Regions from separate parts of the Mus musculus genome. Here region 2 is linked to region 1. The links are chromatin contacts, called in public Hi-C maps. All regions are on one chromosome and are shown on one strand. The core of a region is the stretch at or near the end of the contact, and the rest is flanking DNA. Distances in the headings are between cores, read along the strand shown. Region 1 overlaps Slc7a11 (solute carrier family 7 (cationic amino acid transporter, y+ system), member 11). Region 2 has its middle 23 kb from the start of Gm6209.

Region 1 (6,955 bases), core at 2,331-4,830:
GTCAACAGCTAATAAAGATGCTGCGAGCATGTGGCAACCGATACAATTAGAGTCAAATCCTGATAACATGACTGGCAGCATTATCTGTGCTAAGTCTTAAAAGCAAATAAATAGTGAGATCACACCGACCCACGGACGTCTGAGACCGATGGATGACAAGGCTGCTCTCCAGCCCTGCCAAAGGAAAGCGCCAGGTAGAGGAACTGGTTATCTACTCTGTGGTGAGCTTTCCCTTTGGTATCTCAACCTTCCTAATGCTACAACCTTTTAATACAGTTTCATATGTGGTGACACCCCCCAACCATAAATTATTTTCATTGCTACTTTGTAACTGTAATTTTTATACCATCATCAATCATAATGTAAATATCAGTGTTGTCAGTGGTCTTAAGCAACCCTGTGAAAGGGTCATTTGAACCCCAAGGGGCCGCAACCCACTTGTGAAGAGTTGCTGCTTTAGAGTATATAGCAGAAAAAAACACCACAATGTTAACAAGTTACAACAAGGACTCAAATACCTAGTCTGTAAAGCAGCACTCTTGGCCGAGTTTTAACTAATGAAATTCTCTTTCTTTCACAGCCCAGCTGTTCGCAATCAGTTAGTACGAAGACAGGGGTATGCCATGCTCTGGACTTACCCAAGCCATGCATGAAAACCCAATGTGAAAAGTATCTTTTAACACTGTCTGCTCTCCACAGATAAAATCTGTGACAAGTTCACTCTATCATACCTAAACACGCATGTCATTTCCCCAAGTGAAGTGCAACAGAGGAGGTTCCCCCAGCAAGAGTTAAATATCATATTCCGCAGGCCCCTACCCTACCCAACCTGCCCATGCCCATCATCAAGTTATGACAAAAGGAGGCCTAGGTGTTAGGAGAGAGATTTATGTAAACCCATCAAGATGGCCGAGGTTACCTTGAAAGGACGATGCATATCTGGGCGTTTGTATCGAAGATAAATCAGTCCTGCGACTGCCAGCCCCATAAAAAGCCACCTGGCAAAACTGAGGAAATTTAGAAGACTATAGAGGTCTCCGGAGAAGAGCATCACCATCGTCAGAGGATGCTGGGGTGGAGAAGGAGGAGAGACAACGTAAGCAAAGGGACTAAGAGGGAACAGGTAACAACAGTCAATAGCCTCACTTCACACTGTAAGTCCCATCCATTAGTTACTCATAATGCTACCATCCTGACCAAAGCCTGGATCCCACAAACTTCTTTTCCATATTCTGTTCTTATGCTGCAACAAAGCCTCCTTTGGAGGATGCTGTCAGGAGCCCCATTTCAGCCAGAATTTTGTAAGAATTTGCTGTTTCGTTCCTTTGTCGGTTCCCTTTTCCTTGGAAAGGAGACAACGTATTTTATGTTGTTTTGCTTTTGTGTGGAACGGTGTCTGTCCATCTCGACACAGGTGCACATGTGTATAAATGCAGGGATATTTGTAAATGCATGTGGAAGCCAGAAGACAATTTCTACCTTGGGAGACAGGGTCTCTCATTGGCCTAGATTGGCCATGCAGGCTAGGCTGACTGGCCAGTGAACTCTGGGGAGCCTCCTGTCTCTGCCTACCAAGCACTGGGATTATGAATGCAAGTTACTATGCCACTATTGGTTCTGAGGGACTAAACTCAAGTTCTCGTGCTTGCAAGACTAGCAGCGTGTATAGGTACACCTTACTTGAGACACTATGTTTTCAAAGAATAAAAAAGAAAAAAAAATCCAATCACTCAAAATCATGCAGAATCAATTAGAAAATTTCCAATCATAAATATTAAATGTAGATAACTGGGGAACTCTAAGAAAGCTCTGAAGTGATTTATGAAGTGCTCTTGGGACCCACACACAGGCAACGACCATGTAACGGTGAATCTCTTAGCTCCTGAACGCACAGCATTGACCTCTTCCTACTCCAGGTCAGTTCTCCCCTTGTGCTGACTGCATGTGACCCTCAAGACCAGGAAAGAATAAACATAGAGAAGAAGAACATCAGAGCAGGACTCTGCAGCTGATAAAAGCCAAGGACAGCATGAACGATAGCAGAGGCGTCACACGCAAGCCGTCTTCATGGAATAATACATCCTGTTCCCACAAGTGACGTTAGCTTCCAGACTGTGCACAGAGTGCACAAAAGAAATTTCAAGGAAACATTCTGAAAGAAATTAAATGCATGGAGAAGGAAAAAAAAAATCCAGGGTCCCCTTGACAGCAGATTCTGGTTAAGAAAAAAAAATGTTACTAAAATCAGAGGGGGGGGGGATGACTATAGCATTGCTGATGGGTATTTGAGGGCTCTTACACCTTTTGTATCCCACATTTCACAAATATTGTCCCCATCCTAGAGAATTCCACAGTTTGCATTTAGGGGTTTTCTTTCTTCTAAGGTTTGCTCTCACAGGTCTCAGTTACTCTTGGAGAACCATTTCTCTGCTTGGTGTTTTATCATCTATGCTTTGAATTACGTTGTATGGCAGGAGCCAGGAGGAGACAATGGATAATTTTTGCACAGTCTGCTTTCAGCTGAACTCTGAGTCTGGAGTTTAGATTGTAACCTTGTGGGTTTTTCTTTTTCTTTCCTTTGAGGTTCTCGGCCAAGGAGAGAAACCACAGCCTTCATTTCCCTTCACACCTTACAAATTTCTGCAAAGGTGAAACGGAACTAAGGTGGGTCATATCCCAGGGCATCCAATACACATCAAAAGCACGCCATGGAAGCAAGCCATTGCAACATCTCTGGCCTCCCAGAAAATGATACATGGAGCACCAACTGAGTGGTGAATCGGGATGTCAGGTTTATTCCCTCCTTCCTAACCGTTTTGTGAGGTTGTATCTACATTACTTGTTAATATGCATTACCAAAACAATAACAGCTGGCAGAGGAGTGTGCTTGTGGACATGAATCATAGAGAGGATTTCCGGAAGGTGCCCTTCTCGAGATGCGACGTAGAATAACCTGCGGGGAGAAAAACGGTGAAGTTGACTATAGAATCAATCATTCAAATGGGTAACATTCTTAAATCCCCGAAGCAATATGGACGAATCTTCCTCATGCTAGGCATCTTGACATTTCTTATCTGGTCATTTGAGTTGTGCTTTGGAAACAAAGGGCAGATTTCATCATAAGTCTCTTTTCAGGACATACAGTGTCTGGGAAATATCTTATATCACTCCGAGGAAAAACAATAGCAATATTGCACTGAGTGGAGTTCTCCCTATACTTGAGTAGCTGCTGGCAAATTCAGTGCTAGATTGCTAGTGTCAGTCCAAGCTAGCACTCATTCAGTGCACAGGTACACACATGTACATGCATGTTGTGTTAACATTTCTCTAATTTAAACTGTAACATAGACCAAAAAAAAAAAAAAAAAAAAAAAGATTTTTTTGTGCCATCTAACTAAGGAAAAAAAATGGTTACCGATGGTGGAGTGGTGATTTCTGCTTTCAATTTTACTCTTTTTCGTGGCACCTTCAGGAAAACAAAAGACTTTATCGCTAGAAATAAAGGCCGTTATAAGACCCTGTAGACTCACTCTTTTTAAAAATGCAGCATGCCTGGCTCAGAGTGGGCTATGTGTAGACACGCAGCGCCCTCTACTGGACAGAATGAAACCTGCTTCACTGGAATCTACGAGGAACTCGCATATCCCTTTAAAAACAACAGGTTCGGAGGAACTATTGCTTTTCTCTTTAAAAGTTATCCTTATCACATCCAATCTCTAAAACAAAAATGTGTTTCTGAAAATACATGAACTCCCTCACCTGGAGACAGCGAACACACCACCGTTCATGGAGCCGAAGCAGGAGAGGGCAACAAAGATCGGGACTGCTAATGAGAATTTTCCCAGCAGCCGCTCAGAGAAGGTCTGAGGAAGGAAAGAACGGAACAAATTAATGCTTTCCCCGAAAGTGGAATAAAATGAAACAATTTAGGCCAAACTTGCTCTTTGACTTTCTATTAGCCTGGTGCTACGTGAATGTTTTATAATCCTTCTTTTTCGTTAGGGTCAAACTGACTCCACAAGACAATCACCAGCAGCGGGTACCACGGCATTCCTTGTCTCAGACCTGTGGGCAAAGGTCTAAGCAGTCGCCTTCTCTGTCCCTCCAAAGCAACGATCCGTTTACTGACTCTTTATCAACTATCGCCTCCGATAAGAGGAAGGGGCTCAGTTCGGAAATTCTACATTTAGAGACAGAAATTGTTCTGCACAATCCCAGAAAGCCACCTTTGTATGAAGAGGTATAGATACACACTGGCGAGTGTTTCGGGTACTTGTTTCACATACCAACCTCAGTTCGGGAGGATAAATCAAAACAATAGACAAGTTGACCATTTCATCACAGGAGTGAGCCACTCTGGAGGTTCTTTACCGGGTAAGCCCTACCAGCTGAACCTGTTTATGGAGTCAGCCCTCCCCCACCCTAGGAGGCCATCATTTCCTTCCAGGGTTTCCTGTAAAAGGCTAGAACAAAATTCCAATCCTGACAAGCGACAGAAACTATAAATAAATGAAATAAATGGTAGACAAAGTTCTAAGCTTTCCTCCTAGGCTGTCATGGGGGTAGTCTTGCACATTTGTATAAAGGATGCTGTTTGTTGTTGTTGTTGTTGTTAATATAAGATTTTTTTTTCATTGTCCTTGATGCAGCTGGTGTTATGCAATTAGCAGACCCCATTATGCTTTCCACAAATTAGTGCTGCCCTTTGCCTAGAAACGTGAGGCAACCGACCAGACACCGGAAGCTTTGTCCATTTCACTGCCTGACAGCACTGCAGTGGACAAAGCCCTCAGACACTGGTTCACAGGACAGGAGTTAACCGTTCCCTGTGGGTGTTGCTGATAGGAAGTGATACCATGTGAAAAGGAACTGCCCCTTGGTGGATGGGAGTGTCACTGCATGTTGTTAAGTTTTCACCCTTCCTGGCTTTGAGTTAATGAGTGAATTCTTTCGAGTTAAAATTCTGAACAAACCCATATTAACATTTTACTCCAGTTGTTGCTCTGATGGGTGAGCGGGGAGTGAGTGTGTGGGTGGAAGAGCACACTCATAGAGACAAAGGGGAGGGGGAATGGGATGGGGGCGTTGTGGAGAGAGACCAGGAAGGGAGACAACTTTTGAAATGTAAATAAATAAAATAACCAATAAAAAAAAGATATATCAGAAAAAAAAATCTGAACAAACACAAGTATGTGTTTCAGAAAAAGCAGTCTCATGACATGGTCTTTGGAAACAAATATAGTCCTGGTGTCAAATAAATTTGTGGAAATGCTTTGGAATTATATGCACGTAGCTCTTAGGAGTTACAATGCACACTGGCATCTTCAAGTATTATAGGAACACCTCTTTAACATTTAATTGCCTAGCTGTTCCCAAATTTATAAACACCCCAACGTTGCTGTTCCGAGGTCATGCTACAAATAGATCAATAGTCATGGTCCTCCTGAAATTCCTAGAATGATACTTTGGGGAGAGGATTCAAGTGGACATTTGAAAAGTTTCTAACCAGAAATGAGAAGAGTGGGTAATACTTTGCACACTAAAACTTGCACCGATTTGCATTCAGCAACTCCACCTGTCCTTAGAAACATGTTGGGAAGATATTCCCTCTCTGTAAGACAGCCTTGATGGAGTTTTAGGCAGCTTTATATAAAAATGCTTTTTAGGGGATTTAAAAGAAAATACCAAGGAAAACAGAGGTTTTGGCAGAGGTTAGCTGTATGTTATGACACATACTAAAGTAAGGTGTGCTCTAAATCTTTAAAATATTATCATTCAGGCCAAGAAAAGATTACCAACTTCAAAACCCTTTCTCCTGGAAGAAACCACGATCAAACTGTACCAGCTCATTAACCCGAATTCAAAGAGTCACGACTGTAATGTAGACCACCACCAGAGCAGCGCCATAGCGCTGGACTGCAGACTTACCACCGCCACGGCGCTGGACTGCAGCAGCTCCTCCGCACTGATGGTGGTAAAATAGGCCACGTTTGTCAGTACGTAGCCCACTGTGATGATAGCCATGGAGATGCAGATTGCAAGGGGGATGGTTCTGAAAGACACAAAGACATCACATGTGGGTCATCCCGCATTCTCTGCTACCAAAGCATACAGAAGACTAGCTGCAGGGATGGATGTCGCCACACCAGCCATAACTGAGGGCTTTGTTGGCACATGGAGGAACATTTTATCAGAACAGAGTACCCTTGCAACTTAATGAGATTCCGGGGGGAGGGGGGAGGAGGCATTCTGTATCACTTGGGTTTTTCGAGACAGGGTTTAGCCCTGGCTGTCCTGGAACTCACTTTGTAGACCAGGCTGGCCTTGAACTCAGAAATCTGCCTGCCTCTGCCTCCTGAGTGCTGGGATTAAAGGCGTGCGCCACCACGCCTGGCTGGTCTATCCCGTTCTTTACACCACAACTGTTACTGCCACACCATCCTCACAATCACCTGGAAGGCTTGTTAAATAAAGCACGGGCCACCTAGCCCCTCCCTGGGTTTCTGATTTAATGGGATCAGCATCACTTCTGGGCACCTATGTGATCCTGATGCTGTTGACCTGAGGACCGCACGCCTTTCCACTATGAATCCACCCACCGCACCGACAGCTTTTTAAAAGGGAGTCCTTCAATACCGAATGGCAGAGAAGCATCTGAAGAAATGTTCAACATCCTTAATCATCAGGGAAATGCAAATCAAAACAACCCTGAGATTCACACCAGTCAGAATGGCTAAGATCAAAAATTCAGGTGACAGCAGAAGCTGGCGTGGATGTGGAGAAAGAGAAACACTCCTCCATTGTTGGTGGGATCGCAAGCTTGTACAACCACTCTGGAAATCAGTCTGGTGGTTCCTCAGAAAATTGGACATAGTACTACAGGAGGATCCCACAATACCTCTCCTGGGCATATATCCAGAAGATGTTCCAACTGGTAAGAAGGGCACATGCTCCA
Region 2 (6,322 bases), core at 1,351-3,850, 230 kb after region 1:
AAGTGAACAGCAAGCGAGAAAGAGAAGCCCCCTGGTCATGGTGCTCTGATGTTCTTCCACTCTCTAAGCAACATTTGCATCAGCCTGCCTACTCTGGGAGTGTTCAAGTGCCCCCAATCAAAGAGCAAAGCTAGTGTGCCTGTATTTGCAAGTGTCCCCTTACCTTAAGAAAAGCCCTCCCTGGCTTCTCTGCCCTCTGCTTGGCTCCTGAAACCCTGTGAATCCTGCTGCTGAAGCTCCTGTTTGCTCTCAGAACTGTTTGATCACTCAAGGACACAACAGAACAGCATGCAGCTCTTGCCTTTTTGGCACGGGCTTGAAGTTCAGCAGTAGGTGGTTTCTCACCAGTTTGGCTTGCTTTAGGACAATGAGTGACAAGATGTTAGTTCACACAGCATGACTTATGTAACTTACAAAAGGAAAAAGATCAAGCTGGAGGTTTGTTCAGCAAATCAGCAAGATTTTTGAAAACAAGAATAAAAGTCTTTTCCCTGTGTCCCAAGATAAAGAGGATTTGGCCCAACTACTAAAGGGAGACTCAGGGCAGAAATGAGAGAATCTGTAGAATGCCCTTTGAGGTTAATGCCATTCAAAACAGCCAGACCAGGTCCCCTGAAGATGTCTTTTGTAAGCAGAGAAGTTGCAAGCAAAATATTATTTGTCAAGGTGTTGACTCACTAAAACAGTCATATGACTATAAGCAATTTAAATCTAAAAAAAAAAAAAAAAGTCTACCTTAGTACATCCAAAGCTACATGTAATAATTTTGTTGAATCCTGATGAAATTCACGTAAACGTTTGCCTCTTGCTTAGAGGAAATTTTGGCCCCACGGAAAATTCACTGCCAGAAAGAAAAACATCACTTAACAGGGGAGCCCGTGGCTATTCTTGAACTTGGGAAAGAGCGTTTTTGTGGTTCCCCTTGTGACTTGTTGGTATGGCGTGGGAAGATGCATGACTGTTTCTGAAACACAAGGTCAGGATGTCTCAAGGAGCCATGACAAACTCTGCACCCTGACCTCTTCCTCTTTATTGCTTAGGCAGAACAGTCACACTGCAAATAAAGTTGCCAGAATTGTCCAGCGTTTGTTTTTTTCTCAGAAGAGGAGGAGGAGAGGAGAGAGAGAAGGAGGAGAGGAAGGAAGAAGGAGAGGAGGAGGCAAAGTAGCAGAGCCACTCTTTGTAAGGGTCTGCAAGGCTAATCTCAGTATGCATTCCTTTTATGTCTGAGTCTGCTTCTTTCAGCTTTAAGAAGCTGGGTTTCACCAGCAGCTTTACTCCTTTCCCCTTTACTCACCTGATACCATCAGCTGCCTGCCGGCACAGCTATGAGCAGGCCAGATTACTCCACCCCCATCTCTACAAATACTGAAAATACCTACCTATATATCTTTGAAACATAGGAAAACACAATTTTATAATTTCATTTCAGAGAAGTAGGACCAGAACATTGAAAATCAACCAATCTTTGGCCAACTAAGCCAGTGTACATGCTACGCAGTACAGGGTTATAGGCTTTGGTTTGGTTTGGTTTGGTTTTTTGAGACAGGGGTTTATTGCATAGGCCTGACTTGCTATACTAACCAAGCCTCGACCTTAAGACAGTCCTTCAGCTCTGATTCCCAAGAGCCGGATTACAGGGATATGTCACTGTGCCTGGGTAAGAGTCTATATATTTCATATGTGAAAATATTTAAAAGATTGACTATCGTCACCAAAGCACGGAAGTTGGGCTTTCATTGTGAATTGTGGAGAACTATGCTTGCGATCAAAGAAGTGGGCAATCTCCAACTTGAGCATCTGAAATTCTGCATTATGATAGCTGCTGTATTTACTTCACTGAGAAGTTGCCAAGTTCTGCTCGTGCAATGAAGGTAAGGGCGTGTGGAAATTGTAACATATTCAGAATGGTTAGATTCTGAGTGTATAACGATAGCATGATGATTTTGTCAGGTTGAGGTGAAAGATGCCTGCCTCATTCATTCGTTCCTATTTTCAATTTCTGTAAAGAATAATTTTCAAAGCTTAAGTCATGATCTGCTCTATAGTCCTCACTTCTATTCTGCATCCCTCTTATGTCATATACGTTCATACTTTCAGATTGAAGGAGAACATTAACCAACTTATAGACACTAAAGATAAATTTGTACACAAGGGAATTCAAATACAGCTACATGACAAAATGGCCAATGCTATTGCCCAGAAGTCTCCTTTGTAACCTCAATAAAATTATAGGCATACAATAGTGAGGATTCATCCTTAGTCTTCTGGGTTCTCGGTGGCCAAGAATACTTTTTAGGGCGATTAACACCAGAGTCATCAATCTCTAATGGGTATCTGAATGCCCACAAGTTCAGGGAGTCTTCTGACCATGAGAGTTAACAGTAACAATCAGCTCTGGCCACCTGTATTATTTGTGTTTGAAAAGTGTCCATGTTGACTGAACAAACACTCTCAGGCACCACACATCTGTGGTCTGCAGGGCTACTTTCATCACACTGAGCCTGTTCTTTGAGAGCGACTGGCTTCATGCTGAACTCAGCATGAGGACAACAGGGCAGGACACCAATTAGTGAAGGCATTTGCACCAGCCTGACAGGACCACTGTGCGGGGAAGTTCACTGGAGCCTATACAAGAGCAGAAGCATGTCCTTCGGCAGTAAATAATTAAACTGAAAGGGAAAGGCGTTATGCTTCATAGGCGGAGATTTGATTTATGTTCAGGAAAATCCGCAGCCTTCAGAAATCTGATCAGTTACCAGTCCCACATGATCTTGACAAAGCCGCTAGGAACTGCACCGGTTCCCTTGTACTATACTTTCTCTGTCATCTAAATTCAGTTTTTGACCTTCAGCAGGGCAGACATGAAAACACAGGTCAGGCTGTGAGCCAGCACAGTGCTGAGTAGAAGTTGTCAGGAGCCCATCTCTACTTCTTGAAAACAAACACGCGCCATCATGATTTGCTCTCCTGGCCAGTGCTCACGTCAATTTTGTAGCTTCCAAGTTTTCATTTAACCATAATGATTAATTTTTCTATTTTCTAGATTTGCAGAACTAAAAATAAAGATAAGGTAACTAGCCAAGTACCGAATGTAATTTTCTCTAGCACATAAATTTTGCCTTTAGTCCAGTCTATAGATCTAATTCCCACTTAGTCTGTTTCCATTCAAGTTGTTCTAGAAAAGACAAAGAAAAGATCAGAAGCCAAATCTCCTGTCTGATAACATTCTTCGAAACTTTAAACAGCTTTAAGAGAGTTGGCCTCAAACCCAAACATTAACTTGATCGCTCAATTTTAATGAGGTCAAGCAAGCTGCTGAGCACCTGGCTGGTACTCAAGGTCCTGCCCTGAGTGGTGAGGGCCACCTTGTTCTTACCAAGAATGTAAGAGGTAGTGACAGGTGATAATGTAATGCAGAAAGCTGTTGCCCAGGTCACTTCATCTTTGAACCCCACTGGATTCCCAGAGGCAATGGCATAGGTTCTAGCTAGGCATCAGCAGTTTTCTCATTATCTAAGGAGCTGAAGAAGACTTTTTGCAGAGAATAATTTTTTAAAAAAATTAGGAGGACCCGTAATATGTATGGATTTGCCAGCCTAAGGAAGGAAGGAAGGAAGGAAGGAAGGAAGGAAGGAAGGAAGGAAGGAAGGAAGGAAGGAAGGAAGGAAGGAAGGAAGGAAGGAAAACTTCTAGAAATTTTGAGCAGAGATCTGGAGGCGATACTGCAGTGACTATCTGTATTACGCCATTTAAATCAGGGTACTCATTGCACACTATTTACTGTGAAAGCATTCAAGCCCCTTCTAACCTCTTGAAAGGCATAGTACATTACCATTATCTACAGCAACTCTACTGTGCAACCACAGACTAGAACGCTGTGGCCCTCTTGTCATATAACTTAGCACCTGTGAATCAATTTTTGATTTGAATTTCAGCCATTGATCAACCTTTACCAGACATTCAACTGCCTGAGAAAAGAATCACCAGTTTTTTCCTGGGTAATGATGAGAGTGTAAATAGGATAACAGGTTCTTCAGCACTCCAGAATAAGTCCTCTTAACTCCTGCATTGTGGAAAGCACTCAATAACTACACAGCCATTGCAGTGGCCATTAGATTCATGTAGGCACTGAGTGCGTAATGGCATGGCTGCTCTGACTAGGGAAACAAATTTTTCCTATTTAATTTGGACTAACTTAAGTTTAAATTGTCACATTCATGAGGCCATTCGCTTCAGCTAATGGCTACTTCAATTGACAGGGTGGTTGCGAAAATGGACACACAAGAGCTAGAGAGATGGCATAGCATTTACGAGTACTTACAGAGTTTGCAATGGTCCAGAGTTCACCCACATCAGGTACCTCACAACTACCCACCCCCAGTTACAGGGGATCAAAAGCATTCAGATTCTGCAGACACCTGCACGTATATACACATACCCCATCTCACACACAAATACACATCATTTGGAATCACAAAAAATAAACTGTAGACATAAATTTTTTTTTGCAACTTACTTTTAATAAGGTTAAATCTTTCCTCTAGCCCACTACCCAGCAAAGGGAGTGGAAGAGAAAAGTTATTAGGATACAGGGGAAGTGGACCTGTTCAACAATAGTTCTTTTGAGGCAAGCTTGATCTTCTTTGACAGCAGACCACTGCTCTAAGCAGGCAGACACCAGGCACGAACTGGTAGTTACAGTCCAGACCTTTCAGCAAGCAGACACAAGGCAGAGGTAGTTCAATCCTGAAGAAACCACCAGGCAAGCCAACCACCTAAGGTGAGGTTGCAGAAGCGGCAAGCTGCCACGGGAACCCTGAGAGCAGTACTTGAGGTGTATGTGTTTCAATGGCACTGCTATCACAAGTTGAGCTCAACAATGCTGTGTAAGGCAAACCAATATATGTATGTCATTAGCAAAGAATAATGAGGCGGAGCAAACCAAACCAAGGCTCGGTGCTCACCCCCCACGGTCTGTGAGGTCATACTTGTACTCCTTCATCCCAGGTTCTTTCATGTGTCAGCTATGTCCAAATGTCCTTTCACCTGTGTCTGTTTCAGGAAAACAGTCTTTCAAGTGTTTGCTTTAGCAAGACATCATTTCACCTGTGTGCCCCAGCCAAACATCATTGGACATGACTTTCCAAAGAAACTAGAAGTTTCCTCTTCAATAAACCTTTTCCTTTAAAGTCCATATAAATTTCACGGCTCAGTCAGATCTGCTATAAGCAGGAAGCAGCTGTTCTTCCATTGCCACCATTTGTTGGGTTCTTTTTTAAATTTTTTTTCATTTTTATTAATTTATTTATTTTACCATCTAATCACAGCTTCTCTCTCCTCTCCTTCCAGGCCCTCCCTATTACCTCCCCTACTCCCACACACCACTCCTTTCTTCCATAGAAGGAAAGGTCTCCCATGAATATCAACCACCTCGGCATATCAAGTTGCAGTAAGTCTAGGCACACCTTCTCCTACTGAGCCTAGACGAAGCAGCCCAGTTAGAGGAAAGGGATCCAAAAGCAGGCAACAGAGTCAGAGACAGGATCTGCTCCAGTTGTTAGGTTCTCACCTAAAGACCATTTTTTACATCTGTTATCGATGTGTAGGGTACTTAGGTCTGTCCCAGGCATGCTTTCTGGTTGGTTGTTCAGTTTCTATGAGTTCCTATGAGGACAGGTTAGTTTATTCTGTAGGTTTTCCTTAGCTTTCCAATGACAACTGCTGAAGAAATGAAAATTTAAAATGAGGGTAGAAAAATCTCACCCCTTCCTTACATGAGATTGTTGTCAACATAGCTGGTGATAGATAAAATAGCCACCTCTACATATGCTAAGGTGCAAAAAGGACATCACACAGTGCACTATGCAACATTGCTAATTCCTAAGGCAAACTAGTCCACAGAAAACTGCAAACAATCAGTTATTTAAGTTAATGAAAGAAGTATAAAGCCTAAGACTCCTTAGGTTTATGGAAAGGTGCTTTTAAGCATCATCTATTTTCAACTGTAAGGCAGAGAGTCTAAGAAGGAACAAGTTGATAACACATCAAGAAAAATATGGATTAAATGCAAAGAGCTTCCTTCCCACTTTATTATTAAGGATGGAATGGCTTTTCAAAGGGTGACTACAGAGTGTCTAATACAACATAGGACACTATCCAAACATGCCATCTGGTTTAACTTACTGGTATCAACACTGTGTTATTTCTAGAATGGTGTGCTTCATTTCAACTGAACTTGTTTGCCTGAGTATCTTACATAAAGGTCTGGCTGTATCTTTTCCAGACTTTCGACTCCCACGTCATCAAGTGTATATGCATA

Evidence for each region. Hi-C and Micro-C count contacts between places; a contact is called where the count stands out from the background.
Region 2: a Hi-C map of uterus shows a contact between it and region 1, with 4 times the contacts expected there. The contact joins two enhancer-like sites. A contact is called at or near these places in 2 of 484 Hi-C or Micro-C datasets (both in uterus) and 2 of 115 datasets of contacts at active chromatin or transcription factors (bone marrow-derived macrophages and neural progenitor cells).

The regions. Positions count from the first base shown.
Region 1 is chr3:50,378,116-50,385,070 of GRCm38.p6, forward strand. It overlaps Slc7a11 (solute carrier family 7 (cationic amino acid transporter, y+ system), member 11), which reads right to left. Exons shown (of 12, transcript NM_011990.2): 7 at 5,929-6,052; 8 at 3,760-3,863; 9 at 2,857-2,953; 10 at 920-1,069. Among named protein-coding and RNA genes, the nearest start is that of Slc7a11, 62 kb to the right of the region's middle. Within about 2 kb of position 3,581, at least 72 of the 459 cell types and tissues checked have an H3K27ac peak or open chromatin away from gene starts, as enhancers often do. A contact at or near this core is called in bone marrow-derived macrophages and uterus, where this site is marked.
Region 2 is chr3:50,606,966-50,613,287 of GRCm38.p6, forward strand. No RefSeq gene overlaps it. Among named protein-coding and RNA genes, the nearest start is that of Gm6209, 23 kb to the left of the region's middle. Within about 2 kb of position 2,601, at least 22 of the 459 cell types and tissues checked have an H3K27ac peak or open chromatin away from gene starts, as enhancers often do. A contact at or near this core is called in bone marrow-derived macrophages and uterus, where this site is marked.